5 separate regions of the Mus musculus genome follow, and regions 1, 2, 3 and 5 are each linked to region 4. A link is a contact called in public ChIA-PET, Hi-C and HiChIP or PLAC-seq data. All regions are on one chromosome and are shown on one strand. The core of a region is the stretch at or near the end of the contact, and the rest is flanking DNA. Distances in the headings are between cores, read along the strand shown. Region 1 overlaps Gm46609 (predicted gene, 46609). Region 2 has its middle 59 kb from the start of Kcnk12. Region 3 has its middle 9.8 kb from the start of Atp6v1e2. Region 4 overlaps Ttc7 (tetratricopeptide repeat domain 7). Region 5 overlaps Gm30421 (a long non-coding RNA gene).

The links. A called contact is a pair of places that touch in the nucleus more often than the background predicts. ChIA-PET counts read pairs in DNA pulled down with a chosen protein or histone mark. HiChIP or PLAC-seq counts read pairs in DNA pulled down with a chosen protein or histone mark.
Region 1: a contact with region 4 is called in an RNA polymerase II ChIA-PET map of memory CD8 T cells, with 52 read pairs. The contact joins two enhancer-like sites. A contact is called at or near these places in 1 of 484 Hi-C or Micro-C datasets (uterus), 16 of 115 datasets of contacts at active chromatin or transcription factors (bone marrow-derived macrophages, embryonic basal ganglia, embryonic forebrain and 11 more) and 3 of 9 other capture datasets (adipose tissue, embryonic stem cells and liver).
Region 2: a FOXA1 HiChIP or PLAC-seq map of pancreatic cancer cells shows a contact between it and region 4. The contact joins two enhancer-like sites. A contact is called at or near these places in 1 of 484 Hi-C or Micro-C datasets (embryonic stem cells), 1 of 115 datasets of contacts at active chromatin or transcription factors (pancreatic cancer cells) and 1 of 9 other capture datasets (embryonic stem cells).
Region 3: a contact with region 4 is called in an RNA polymerase II ChIA-PET map of memory CD8 T cells, with 9 read pairs. The contact joins two enhancer-like sites. A contact is called at or near these places in 4 of 39 promoter capture datasets (the HPC-7 cell line, embryonic stem cells, hippocampal neurons and 1 more) and 1 of 115 datasets of contacts at active chromatin or transcription factors (memory CD8 T cells).
Region 5: a contact with region 4 is called in a Hi-C map of bone marrow-derived macrophages, with 24 read pairs. The contact joins two enhancer-like sites. A contact is called at or near these places in 6 of 39 promoter capture datasets (the 3T3-L1 cell line, the HPC-7 cell line, embryonic stem cells and 3 more), 2 of 15 datasets of contacts at CTCF or cohesin (the NIH/3T3 cell line and pro-B cells), 14 of 484 Hi-C or Micro-C datasets (B cells, ECoMG myeloid progenitors, the HL-1 cell line and 10 more), 5 of 115 datasets of contacts at active chromatin or transcription factors (the HPC-7 cell line, embryonic fibroblasts, fibro-adipogenic progenitors and 2 more) and 1 of 9 other capture datasets (adipose tissue).

Annotation. Positions count from the first base shown.
Region 1 is chr17:87,607,609-87,610,308 of GRCm38.p6, forward strand. All of the region lies in intron 2 of Gm46609 (predicted gene, 46609), which reads right to left. Among named protein-coding and RNA genes, the nearest start is that of Gm46609, 4.6 kb to the right of the region's middle. Within about 2 kb of position 1,438, at least 84 of the 459 cell types and tissues checked have an H3K27ac peak or open chromatin away from gene starts, as enhancers often do. A contact at or near this core is called in memory CD8 T cells, pancreatic cancer cells and uterus, where this site is marked.
Region 2 is chr17:87,738,048-87,740,747 of GRCm38.p6, forward strand. No RefSeq gene overlaps it. Among named protein-coding and RNA genes, the nearest start is that of Kcnk12, 59 kb to the right of the region's middle. Within about 2 kb of position 1,359, at least 14 of the 459 cell types and tissues checked have an H3K27ac peak or open chromatin away from gene starts, as enhancers often do. A contact at or near this core is called in pancreatic cancer cells, where this site is marked.
Region 3 is chr17:86,936,694-86,939,393 of GRCm38.p6, forward strand. No RefSeq gene overlaps it. Among named protein-coding and RNA genes, the nearest start is that of Atp6v1e2, 9.8 kb to the right of the region's middle. Within about 2 kb of position 1,253, at least 213 of the 459 cell types and tissues checked have an H3K27ac peak or open chromatin away from gene starts, as enhancers often do. A contact at or near this core is called in memory CD8 T cells, where this site is marked.
Region 4 is chr17:87,301,131-87,303,830 of GRCm38.p6, forward strand. The region is part of intron 3 of Ttc7 (tetratricopeptide repeat domain 7); the gene reads left to right. Gm52284 (a long non-coding RNA gene) reads right to left here. Exons shown (of 3, transcript XR_003952233.1): 2 at 1,257-1,421; 3 at 251-506. Among named protein-coding and RNA genes, the nearest start is that of Gm52284, 4.5 kb to the right of the region's middle. Within about 2 kb of position 1,356, at least 136 of the 459 cell types and tissues checked have an H3K27ac peak or open chromatin away from gene starts, as enhancers often do. A contact at or near this core is called in bone marrow-derived macrophages, memory CD8 T cells, pancreatic cancer cells and 1 more, where this site is marked.
Region 5 is chr17:87,043,334-87,046,033 of GRCm38.p6, forward strand. Gm30421 (a long non-coding RNA gene) reads right to left here. Exons shown (of 3, transcript XR_877089.2): 3 at 1-2,700. Among named protein-coding and RNA genes, the nearest start is that of Gm30421, 6.2 kb to the right of the region's middle. Within about 2 kb of position 1,273, at least 10 of the 459 cell types and tissues checked have an H3K27ac peak or open chromatin away from gene starts, as enhancers often do. A contact at or near this core is called in bone marrow-derived macrophages, where this site is marked.

The DNA.
Region 1 (2,700 bases), core at 188-2,687, 310 kb after region 4:
GAGGGCCAGGGAACCCTGAAAATTCACCTTCCTTTTAAACAAGTGCTTAGAGAGCTGAGGAGACTCAATTGGTGTTTGCCTGGGATGCACAATGTCCTTGCTTCCATCTGCAGCATTGCCAAAAAGAGTTTTAATTGTGATAATAAACAGAGGGAGCTGGAGAACTGTCTCAATAGCTAAGAGTGTTGGCTCTCCCAGAGGACCTGGGTTCAGTTCCCAACACCTACATGACAGCTCACAACTGTCTGAAATTCCAGTTCCAGGGTGCTCAACACCCTTACACAAACATGTATGCAGGCAGAATACCAATATGTATAAAATAAAATCATTTTTTTAAAAAATGGGAGGTAGTTTGGATATATAGGGAAAGTGTCATATAATGATGACCTACAAGCCAAGAAAAGGGCATGAAGTCTCTTTAGGGCCTTGAAAAGAGAGGCCTGTCAGTGCCTTGGTTTAGGGCATCCGGCCTTCTCAACCATAAGAGAGTAAATTCCCTTTTTTTTTTTTTTTTTTTTTGGTTTTTCAAGACAGGGTTTCTCTGTGTATCCCTGGCTGTCCTGGAACTCACTCTGTAGACCAGGCTGGCCTCGAACTCAGAAATCCGCCTGCCTCTGCCTCCCAAGTGCTGGGATTAAAGGCTTGCACCACCACTGCCCGGCAACTATCCAGGCTTGTCGTGAGTGCCTTTTCCTATATCATATTCAGTGGTGCACAGTCAGCAGTATCCATTTTATACTAGGCCTGGCCAGGCAAAATCTGCTCATTGGTGCAAGGGCAGCAAGTCTGTTTATTGGAGAAGCCAACTCCACAGAGGGAATTCAGATCTGGTATTGTAAACCGGGTCCGAAGCCCATGGCTGTGGGGTCATACCCTTCACGTGTTTTCCTAAATGGGCATGATGTCAAAGCACCTTTCAGAAAATGTCTGTCTCCATGGGTTGGTCCTACTGTCAGCTTTTCTAAAAGCTGTATTTACTTACTGAGTTGTGTGTGTGTGTGTGTGTGTGTGTGTGTGTGTGTGTCTGCTTGAGTTTATGTGCAACGAATGTGTATAACATAAGAGAGGTCAGAAGCCCATCAGATCCCCAGGAACCGCAGCTATGGGTGGATGTGAGTCACCTGAGACGGGTGTTGGGAACCAAACCTGGGTCCTTTGCAAGTGCAGTAAGCACTTTGAACTGCTAAACTGTATCTCCAGCCAGTGCTACCTTTAGCTTTGCTCAAAGAAACCTTTTCTTTGTTTCCATGTGTGGTGGCGCAAACCTTTAATCCCAGCACTCCTAAATGGGCATGAGGGCAGAGGCAGGTGGATCTCTGTTAAGTCCAAGGCCATCCAGATCTACAAAAACAAAAAGCAAAACCAGCCTCTATTTGCAGTAGGTAGCTGTAACTGCACAGACCACAAACAGGATGTCTGTGTAATCCCTCCAAGGTAACAATATAAAGAACAAACCGAAAGAACACGCACGCTGAATCACAAGGTGGACTGTTGTAGAGGTTGGCCTTCCAGGTGGCCATAGGACACAGCCTGTCCGCATCCTGGGGTGGGGCAGGGAGGAGCTCGGGACGCCTCCACCCACCCTGAGGAGCTATAGGTTGCTGGAAGAGGGATTTTCTTTCGTGGGGTAGCCATAAGGTGGCCCACGCTCAGGTAAATAACCCACCATCCATGTTCCTGTGAGTGACCCTGATGGAACTCACTGAGCCTCACAGAGCATTGGGACACGCACATACACAAGCGCGTGCTCTACACCACAGCAATTAGCCAGAACCAGAAAAAGGACCAGCTACTACAGGAGGGCGAGAAGAGAGCTCGACTGAGAGTGAATATAATCAAAATACATTTTATGTATCTATAAAAAAAAGTCATAACGCAATCGTCATTATAATTAACACATACTAATAAAATATAAAATACACAGATAAAATAGTGCTTAAATCGTCCTTTTCCCCAGATGTTCCCAGTCTTTACCGGGTTAAAGATGCGCCATGGTCACGTGACGTGAGGGGCTGGCAGCCGTGTTGAGGAAACATCAGCTCAGGCGCTGACCAAGGAAAAAGTATACAAGGTGCAACTGGTTGGACAGGTTTCCTCACAGACCTCAGTAACTTAATCCCTAAGAGACTGAATTTTAAAAGTAATTGATTCGGTGAGGGGTAGCTGAGCAGCAGCCACGCGCGTACGCGAGCGAGCAGGGCTTGTCTTGCCGGCCTGGGGAAGACGGATGAGTCAGCCCTCTTCCCTGCCCGGGAGGGACCGTTTCTATGAAGATTCACCTGTGCAAGGTGTAATAGGTCAGAAATTAGCCACTGTGTGAGTAACAGGCTGCGAGGGTTCAAAATCAAGAGAATGATTCATTCCATCTGGGGGGAGAGTATCGTGCCACTTCGCTGCGGGGGCGATGTCTCACTAAGCAATGTCTGGCCAGAGTCCTCGGCACTGAGAGAGCAGCATTGTGTGTCATCTAGAGAAAAGCACCTACCAGGAAAGTTCGAGTTTTCCCCAGAGTGTTTCGTTGATAATGGATTTGTGCTCTCTCCTGGGTGAGGACAAAGAAGGCTCTCCATTCTTGGCATGCGCAGAGGGTTTCCAGACTCCTGTGCCTCTGACCATCCACTCCAGGACAGAACTCACTTTTGCACAGTTGAGAAACACAACATGAAATGTATATAGAAGATGTGGACCTGCTAATAGGCT
Region 2 (2,700 bases), core at 109-2,608, 440 kb after region 4:
CTCAGCAGTTCTCAACTGCTTTGACCTTTTAGGAACACGCCAGGACAACCCTTTCACAGTGTTCAGAAGGCTGAGGACCACGGGAGAGATGATTTCATCTGTCTCCTAAAGCTGAGAACCCTCACATTACTAGCCTTGCTTAGACCACAAGGCTAGCTTTTGCTAAGGGGAAACCTCTTTCTGGGACACTTCCTTACTCCTTAAACCTAGCTTCTTTGCCAGGTGTGGTGGCATTCACCATTACTTTCAGTGGTTGGAGGCAGAGGCAGACAGATGATCTCTGTGAGTTCAAGGCCAGCCTGGACTGGATAGTGAGTTCCAAGACAGCCAGGATTACAAATAAAGACCTTGTCTCAAAAAAGAAAGAAGAAAGAAAGAAAGAAAGAAAGAAAGAAAGAAAGAAAGAAAGAAAGAAGAAAGAGAGCGAGAAAGAAAGAGAGAGAGAGAAAGGAAGGAAGGAAGGAAGGAAGAAAGAAAGAGAGAGAGAAAGAAAGAAATAAATGGAAAACCCCAGCATCTCCCTAATGGAGCTCATTGTCCTTCCTGGCTTAGCCTATTTGTCCTCCAGGGTTCTCAGTTTCCATGTGGTCTCACTTCCAGCCACCTACTTAGCCTGAAACCTGGGGCCTCTTGGACTTACAATTTTTGTTAGGATTGTGTTTATTTGGTGTGTGTGTGTGCACATGTTTGCCGTGACACATTCGTGGAGGTCAGAGGGCAGCTTGCAGGATCCGATTCTTTCTGTCTGCCATGTGGGGTTGAGCTTGAATCTTCAGGCTTGTCACCTGATGTGTCGACTTCCTGAGCTGCCTCACTGATCTTTCTCTCAGACTTCTGCCCACAAGCGGGCACAGTCATGGCTTCTGTCGGCCAAGCCCCCCTCCCTTCCACAGACTTTTCTTCCCTTGACATTCTACAGGATGAGCTGAAACTGCTTTGGCTTACGAAGCCTTTCATGAGGCTGACCCTCAGTCACATCTTCGTTCTGTCACCCCAGACCTGAGGCGCGAACGATATGCTCCTTTCTGGAAAGAGCCTGCCTCTGTTTGTCTTCAGTGCCGCTCCCTCTGCCCGTGAGTAGGCTCCCTGGAGCCTCCTCTTCCTATGGACTCAGTGTGAAAGCTTTCTCTGCAGCATTGGAGTGACCACAAGTTTTCAGTGGTCCCAGCATCCACAAGTGACTGTGGCTACAGACCCTCCCCGCCTGTGCTGACACGCCAGAGCCTGGAGTCCAGGGTCTGCCGCGCTAACTCGTTTTCTCATTCTTTTCCCTCAGCCTCTGATTCAATAACCCCAAACTAGAGAAGCCCTTAACTTCTGCGGCCCAGGACAAACTGGAGGGGGAAGCATCATTAAGTTTTGTAATTATGATAAATCTACAAGTCTCTTGTCCAGCAGCCTGACCTGCTGCATGCTAAGTTCCCTTTTCTTTGGTACTCATTAGGAACACAGATATCTTCATAGAAAGGTGACCAACCACAGAGGAGGCAGGGTGAGCGATTCCACCTAGGCATTCGCCGTTGGACTCCTAAAATGTCATTCAGGAATCACGAGGTCTTAGGACCTGAAAAGCAGCGAAAGGTCACCTGAATCATTCAATGAAGAGATGTATGTTCCACACAGCTGGGCCACAGCTGGAGACCCTCATCAAACACAGAGCTGGTGGGTGACTGAAGCCCAGGTGTGTCCAGAATTTTAGCCTAGCTAATGGTCTTAATTGGACACAAGGCTGTTAGAAGCCAACTTTCCAGAAATGCTACTGGTCAGGGTGCTTTAAGTGGGAGGGAGTGTGACTCCACAGATGGTGAACCAATTGAGCAGCTTTCTCTAGCATTAAAACAAAAGGCAAAAACTGGTATGGAGTCAGTGGTTTGATGAAACTTCTTTTATTTGTTTCTATTTTATGTGTGTGAGTGTTTTGCCTGCATGCCTATTCTTATCATGTGTATGCAGTGCTCAAGGAGACCAGAAGAGGGCGTTGGTCCCTGGAACTGGAGTTACAGCCAATTGTAAGCAACTGGGATTCCAAGAAGCTGGGATCCAATCTTGGCCCTCTGCAACTGCTCTTAACCTCTAATCATGTCTCCATCCCTGATTAAACTTTTTGTTCCATTTTATCATGTAATGTCATGAAAGTCCCTGCTGTAGACAAGGAGAAGGGAGAGGCTGGTACATTTGGTTGGTTGCGGTCAGCAGGGGTAGAGTTTAGGATGCTGGAGAGTTTGTAGACTTTGGCGGGTGGGGCCAGGAGAGGTGGGTGGAGCAAGGGTGGGTGTGGCCATGGATTAGGATGCATGGAAGATGATAAAGGAGGTAGAAACTGGTTAGGAAGTTTAGGGTAAAAAAGACCCCAAAGAAAAGTAACCAGTTTCTTTCTTGGCTAAAAGCAGGAAATGTCAGGCCTACCCTGGCTAGAGCTCAGAGATGCCAGAAATGTTTAAGCTCAAATGTCTCTGGTTCTGGTATGGTCAGAGGCTGGGCAACGGGAGGGTGTGTGTGTGTGTGTGTGTGTGTGTGTAAGTGTGAATGTGTGTGTGTGTTCCTTATCTCGATTTCCCTGAAAAAATACCCACCTCCTGGAAATAATAATGACAATCTAACTGAAAGTTCTAGACACGTGCCATGGGAACTGGGCTGACCAGCTTGCCTTCCCCCTCTCCCTTTCCCCAACATTATTAACTCCAAGGCAGCCAGGCTTAG
Region 3 (2,700 bases), core at 3-2,502, 360 kb before region 4:
CCGAGAAATGGAGTAGAAATGTGTGACGCCGGGGAGAGAGAGAGAGAGATGAAATGGTTCCAACGTCTTCATGTATTTTTAAAAGGGATGGCAGTGGGTAGCCAACCACTGCGGTGTTGCATTTGGAAACATGTTTCAGAGTACTGTAACCATTTTACTTTAAAATGTCAATATTTGCAATATACCAGAAAGTGTATCCCATGTAAGGATTTAAACTGAGGGAAAATATTTGAATGCTTAAGCCTAAAAATGTACAAGAAGCTGCATGGATTTGTTCCTTAAGAAGTCTAAGAAAAATGTGTGTGTGTGCACATGCGTTTGTGTGTGTATGTGTGTATGCACGTGTGTTATGTGTGTATATGTGTGTGCTTGTGGTTTGTGTGTGCATGTGTGTGTGTGCACATTTGTGTGTGTGTGTGTATGTGTATTTATTTATGTGTGTGTGTACACAGGCATCCAGGGGTTGGAACATTCACAGGCATGATTGCCTGTGATGGAATTGGCATTTTCATGTACTAGGAAGCTGTCTAGAGTGCATGCAAAACCTAGGGTTGTAAATGTTTCCTGGGTCTTTGCCAGTCTTTCGCAGGCATTCTACAGGGAAGTGGAACTGTCATAGCTGGTTAGGTGGGAAGAGAGCGCTCCTTCACTCTATGAATTCTGTCCTTTTGATCTACTTATCTTGATGGTTCTCTCAAAAATGCCCTTCTCTGCCTTACAGATCTAGGTAAGTTCTGTCTGCTGTGCTTTCCTGTCCCATCTTGCCTCTCCCCTTTCTTTCAGGAAGTTTCCCGCATCCCAAGGGTCCCAACCTCAAAAGCAGGGGGGGGGTGGGAGGGGGAAGGAGGGGGGCGCCTGAAGCTGCCAGTCCTGTCCTCACTTCTTGGCTTGAACCTAAAGTTTTCTCATTCTGTTTCCAATCCTATTTCCTGGGCAATAAGATGTGGCTAATCAGAGCGCAGGGAAAGGAAATGGGCAGATCGCCTGGCACAGAGCTTGGCATGCAGTCGGAGCTGGGCATCCAGCTGCACGCAGCAAATAGTTACTAATGAAGCAGCGAAATATCGTTTCCGGACCATCAGGAAAAAGTCGGAGCATCTCCTTCCTCTGCACTCCGGGGACCAAGAAGAGTTCCCAGGCCCTCAAGCCTCCTTTAAGTAACTTGCCAACTTGGGGTGATGCAGCCGACCTTGCCTCCCCTCCTCCCACAGCTGCTGGGCCTTGGCACAGGCCCGGAGCTATGAGGTCATGCTCGTGCCACGTGACCGCTGCTGCATCTGTCAGCCGTGATACAATTACTAAGACAGTCAGACAGGGCGTTTATGACATTCAAACCTGCTCTTCCCTCCTCCTTCTCCTCCTCTTCCTCCTCCCCTTTCTATACTCTGGTCCCTTTCACAAGCAAGGGACCGTCTCAAAAGTTCAGGAATCTGAAGTGTATGCCTTCCAGCGCGACAACTTTAAAAGGGAGGTAGGAAAGGGTTGTTCCTGCTGCTGCAGTTTGAAAACCAAGCTTGAGCCCTGATCTTAAAATCTCTTCTGTTGAAGCAACTTAGCATATGCTTTAGCGGCCTCTTAAAAATTATGATACCCTTTAACTCCGATAACACAAGTCTGGGGTGGAAATACTTAAAACTGGGGCAGAACTTCAGGTACCCAAAAATCACTGCTCTACTAAGATAAACAAAATATGCAGTGACATTGAATAAGTTGAAGTATATAAAACAGCACAGCACTAGGAAGTCACTATAAATGATGACCGCAGGACTGGAATAACGGCTCTGGAGTTAAGAGCATTGGTGCTCTTCCAGGGAACTCTGATTTTTGTCCTCAGCACCTATGTGGTGACTGACCACTGTCTGTCCAGCTCCTGAGGATCTGTCTGGGGAGTACCAGACACCACCCACATATATGGACTACCCTTTTCATACATTCACTCAAAACACTCAAACACATATGACAATAATTAAGAAAATAAAAAAAAATCTTATCTGAGAATGCTTCCTGACATGGAGTATACATTAAAAAAAAAAAAAAAAAAAAAAAAAAAAAGGATCGGCTGGTACTTATGGCGTGCTTACCGTGTGCCAGTGCTGACGGAGGCTCTCTCTGGGATCCCTGGAAAGGCAAGCCCTCTCCTTCCAAAGGGATCTCAGGGTTAACCAGCTGACCAAGGCATGAGTGCTGACCAAGGCATGAGTGCTGACCAAGGCATGAGTGCTGACCAAGGCATGAGTGCTGACCAAGGCATGAGTGCTGAGACGGAAGAATTTAGTCGAGCCTTGCTTTGAGTTTGGTTCCTATTCATCTAGACTCTGACCCCCTGACCCTCAGGCACTTACTGCTTACCACAGTAGCAGCGGGTAAAATAAGTAAGTGAATAAAACCATTCTAAGTCACATGATAACTCTGCGTGTGCACCATTAGGCCAGCGATGTGCATGCATGTAAAAAGGAGACCCCCCCCCCATACACAAAACACCTAGGAAATGGTGTGGGGTGTGGTGGTCCATGCTTGTATTCCCAGCACTTGGGAGGTAGAGGTGGGAACGTTAGGATTTGAAGGTCAGCTATGATTATTACACGGTGAGTTTGAGACCAACCAACATTACAAGAATCTCTCTCTCTCTTTCTCAAAAAGCAGATCTCTGTATTTTTACTATGGTATCTCTCGGTAGCACAACTAGACAAAATACTACGT
Region 4 (2,700 bases), core at 106-2,605:
TGAGACCAAAAAACAATGTAAAGATTATGTTAACACACAAACACACACACACCACATACACACACACACACACCACACACACCACACACACACACATACACACATACACACACACATCACACACACACACATCACACACACACACACACATCACACCACACACACACACACACATACACACATCACACACACACACATCACACACACACACACACATCACACCACACACACACACACACACACACCACACACACACACACACACACACACACACACACACACACACACACAGTAGATTGTATATTTAACGATAGAGTCGTTCTTAGTAAGACCTTAGGTTTAATTCCCAATATCAAATATATGTAGGTACAAATATATATTTTTTCCAAGGGTCAACCATGGTGGTCCACTTTTGTAATGCCGGCATTTGGGTGGTGGAGGCAAGAGGATTGGGCGCCCAAGGCCATCCTCAGATGTATAGCAGTGGAGTTCGGAATACAGAGACTCTGGCTCAGAGAAACAAACAGTGAGAAGGCAAAGCATACATGTTAGCGTTGGCTAGACAGTGCTGTGCAATCAATCTCTAGAACTCTTTTTCTTGTAAAAAACGGAAACTCTGTTCATTAAACAGTACTTCCTCTTTGCATGCCCTTACCCCCTGGTGACCATCCTTTTTTGTCAAGGGGTACTTGGCCACTTCCCAACTTAGGGCTGTGAGAAGTAACGGCACGCCGGGCAGTGGTGGCGCACGCCTTTAATCCCAGCACTAGGGAGGCAGAGGCAGGTGGATTTCTGAGTTCGAGGCCAGCCTGGTCTACAGAGTGAGTTCCAGGACAGCCAGGGCTACATAGAGAAACCCTGTCTTGAAAAAACAAAACAAAACAAAACAAAACAAAAAAAAAAAAAAAGAAGAAGAAGAAGAAGAAGGAGGAGGAGGAGGAGGAGGAGGAGGAGAAGTTTGGATATAGAAACCTCCTCAACTCAGTTCTTGCGACTGCACACAGAGCTGACCCACGTGATGCGGGAGCTTATGATGCCACTGCTAAACAGCTGTGCTGTGCCATCTCCGTCCTTTCCTGTCCCCACAGTTGCCCACTTTGAGTGTGATCTGTGACAGCCATTGCCCACCAGACCTTTAGGTTAAAGAATAACCTAAGCTGTGTTTCCTTCCTTCTTTCCCGGCCACGCAGGGTGCCCATGATTGACAAACACAAGATTAACCGTAGGTGCTGTGGTGGGTGGGTGGAGACTGCTACCTTTTGGGAAAGGGAATTTCTCAGCAAAGGAAGCCTCCTGTCTCCACTTGTGTATCTGGGGCCCACAGCTTCAGGGGCGGGCCGTGTTGGAAGGCCTGCTACGGAGGTTGATGAGTCAGCCTGCACTGAGAGAGCTGGGACCACGGCCTGAGCCCAGGGCAGGACCTGAAAAATACAGCGTTGTTTTGCAAGGGGCTTTTCCTTGTTGGCCTTGTGTGTTTTCACAGAAAGTTCCCGTCTGCCACTGTGGCACAGGAAGCAGTGCCTGGCACTTCCTGGGAGTTATTGGTTTCCTGCCCAGAGCACAGGGTTGGCCCACAGCTGCCAGGATCCTTGGAGTGGGCTCCAGAGCTGCAGTCCTCTGCTTGGACCTGGGGCTGGGCTGTTGTTTGGCCACTTGTGTGGAAGGACTCTTGGGAGAAGGGGAGAACTCTCAGGGTTGGTGTAGATCTCTAAACATTGTGGGCAGGAAGTATGTCTTCTTTGCAGTTAAACCCAAGGATTTCTGGCTCTGGGAACCTTATCGGTCTTAAGCATGCTGGAAGTTATCCTACAGGCTCTAGAGAGGAATGAGTCAGTGGTAGAGAGCACAAACTGCTTTTCCAGAGGATCAGGTCCAGTTTCCAGCACCCACATGGTGGTCACAACCATCTGTAACTCCAGTCCCAGGGAATTACAGGTGATCGCTGCTATGTGGGGGCTTGGATTTGAACCTGGGTCCTCTGGAAGAGCAGCCAGTGCTCTTAACCTGCGAACTATCTTTCCAGCCCCGAATATTATAACTTCTAAGGAATTATCTGCATGTGTTCATCCATGTGTGTCTATGTTTGTATGCATGTATGTATTGTGTGACTGCACATATGTGTTCTTCTGCAGATGCGTGCCAGAGTCTTGGGTCTTATCCTCAGAGCCTATCTTTTTTGAGGCAAGGGTCTGTAGCTCAGCAAACAAGCCTGGCTATGGAGAAGGCCTCAGTAATCTGCTGTAGTTTGTTAGTGAGTTCTTCAAGATGTATTGTTTTTTAATGGAGGGCAGAGGCTCTCCCTGCCAAGCACCACAGTTAGCATGCCTGACTTTGCTTATTTCTGTGTGCTCCTTTCCATGTTCTTTCTAAGCAACAAACAGGCATCGAGCTGTCTCTGGGCTGGGGAGATCAATCATAAATAGCATGGTGGCCGTGCAAGGAGACACATGCGCAGAAGACATGGGGTGCAGGAGACGTGGGGTGCAGGAGATTTAGAACACTGGTAGAACTCTGCCTAGGATGTCTGGGTTTCATTGCAGAACCACACAGACAACCAAACAGAAAGTGGGAAATTCAGTTCGCGTTCTCCGCTGAGTCAGAGGGAAGGGAACTTAACCGAGGGGCGGGGGATTAGTTGCTTTCCTCCTTGCTGAAACTGATCCCTGAGAAAGGCAACTTAAGAAAGACGGGTTTATTCCA
Region 5 (2,700 bases), core at 23-2,522, 260 kb before region 4:
ATTCATGGTGCTCTTGTGGTGTGTAGCATCTGCCTGGCACTGAGGTACCATTGTGTGTATATATATGTCTTTCCTGCACACATTTCATTATCACTGACCACATTGTAAACCCATCTGTTTGCTCAGCTCCGTGCGTGGACTCGTTATAGAATTTGGGCGTTATGCCTTGTGGCCCGAGTCAGGTCCTCAATGAGCAATTAAAACAGCTAAATTATTAAGTGGAAAGCAGAAAAAAGGGAGAGATTCCATGTGGCCACATTGGGAAGAGGAACAAAGAGATCCATCAAACCCTTCGAGTCTGTCTCTGGGGGCATGACATAAGGTCAAAATGTAAATAGAGGCCAAGGATGTGCACATCTAAGCAGTCTCAGTCAGGATGTGGTCCTGTCCACCACTGGTCCATCATTAGTTTCATCCCGCACTGTGTCTCTTTCCAGGAGAAAAGTTCCCCTTTTGGTAGCTGCCCTTCCTTCTCCCACCATGAGATTCCTAGGCAAGTTCCCATTTCTTTGGGATCCCTTGTTTCAGATGTCTGACAGATTGAGAGACACAGTATCTCTTTAGTGTATCTTCATGTCTGCCAGACCAGTTGTCACCTTAGTTGCTGAATGAATGAACTTAGTAGCTAGATGTTCATGAATGAAGTTAGTAGCTACTCATGATTGGTTAATACAGAGGGTTATATTCTCCTTTCACCAACTATGCTTAGGTCACTCACAAGCTCAAGAACGAAAGGTCTTGCCCAAGAAATACTGAGTCTATTCTGACTTGACTCCCCTCTTCTCTAAGTTGACTTTAGAAACCAAGGGCCGTGCAGAGACTTCTAACTGGGTCTCTGATAAAACACCAATCTCTTGTGAGAATATTTTTTAATAGAAGGAAGTATATTACTGGCTTATGAGACACTGTAATAGAAGCACTAGAATATGCTAGAAAGAACTCAGATATAGAAGACAACAGATTCAGGTCCGGAGTGTTATTTTCCTGCTGTGGGTTGTGTATTTTAAGAAAAGTTACTTCAAGTTGCTTGAAATGACTTTCCTCCCTTGTAAAGCGGGCAAACTTCTCCCGTGGCAGCTGTGAGAGCTACAGTACACATTGTAAATTGCCTAGCATGGCGCTCAGTGAAGACAGATGTTATAAACTCAGCAGAATCCCTTCCAAGCAGAATTGAAAATTGAACCTTTGCCTCCGGTCTGAAAAAGCCTGCGGGATAGCGCGCGTGAGAATCATCGCGCCATCTAGTGGCAGACTACATCTGAGCCTGCGGGATAGCTTGTGAAAGAAGCATTCGCGCCACCTAGTGGCTGACTACGTCTGAGGCGCACACCATCTTCTCCATGTACCCATGGGTGGTCATTTGATTAGTGTTGTTCAACAGACATTTGTAAATACCTGAGGGGTACCAGTCCCTGTTTTTGTTACTGAAGCTACAGCAGTGAACAAGATAGACATGGCCTTGCCTTTAGAAAGTTTGTCATCAAGTAGGGAAGACTGAACATAAACAATCGACAAATATAAATTCATTTTGTAAAAAGAAACATAAAGAGTGCGGGGTCCCATGAGTCTAAGGTAAAGCTTGCCTGGGGAAGTGACATTGAAAGAAGAGCAGATTGTGGCCACCTTAGGCATGGAGCAGTCACTCAGCAGCATCTCCCTGGACAGACAGACATAGCAACCCCACTGAGCTCAGGTGCCCAGTCTAGAACTGGGCCTCTCGTGTCCTCCATTGCATGCTGACTGCACCCTCTCCATGCAAGTCGAGTCCCACGAAGCACTGCTGATTTTTCATAGTATTATCATCTTGCCAACAAACTCACCCACGGTCCAAAAAATGACCCATGAGAGACGAGACTCAACGGCAGATCTTTCTCCCAGCAAAGTCCTCACTCTTTCCTCTATACAAGCTGTTCCCCCGTCACCCACCACGGCCAAACCCAGTTCTTTTTATTCTGTATGATACTGTAGAAAGAAGACCTTCAAAGGTGCCTGGGGAGAATGAAGATGTGAAGGGGCACTGATAGTGCAGTGGGCCACATGGGAGCGAGGAGAACTGGCTAGTCGCTCAACTCTGCATGACTAGAGAGTGAACCTCAGAGATCTGCCCCACTCCAGGACAGAGAGTATCTTTCGTTCTGCTCTCTATGCTCCTGTGATTGGAGATGTGTTGTAGATGATTCCAAAATTAAAATGATATGGGGGACCATTTGGAGGAAAGACATGCTTTCTCTGGAAACCCCTAGGAAAATGCAAAATGTGCTGCGCAGTGAGCACCAAAGCATCTCTGTGAAGAATGTAGGGTTGAGGCGTTTCCTGTTAACACAGGACTTTTGAATGATTGGCCCCAGATGGACTAGACAACTGGTCTCCCTAGCAGCAGGTCAGACTGGCTATTTGATGTACCTATTGAAATGGAGCCAAGACAGATACTGAGATCTGGGGTCCATCAGAAGGTTTAGTCATAGACCCCTGCAAAACAGATGGGGCAAACTTGGCACAGGTTCCTCTGTAAGAGTATGTTTGCGTTCAGAATCTGGGTTTCTTTTTTTAAAGTAGTTTTCTAAATTAGCATACCAGTTCCTACTCTGGGCATCATGGGCAGAGCCGGTTGGTCCCAGACCCAAGAGGGCTCAGCTGGAGCATAGACAGCACCATCAGGCCACCCTACACCAATCATCTTCACCTAAGTAACAGATGAGG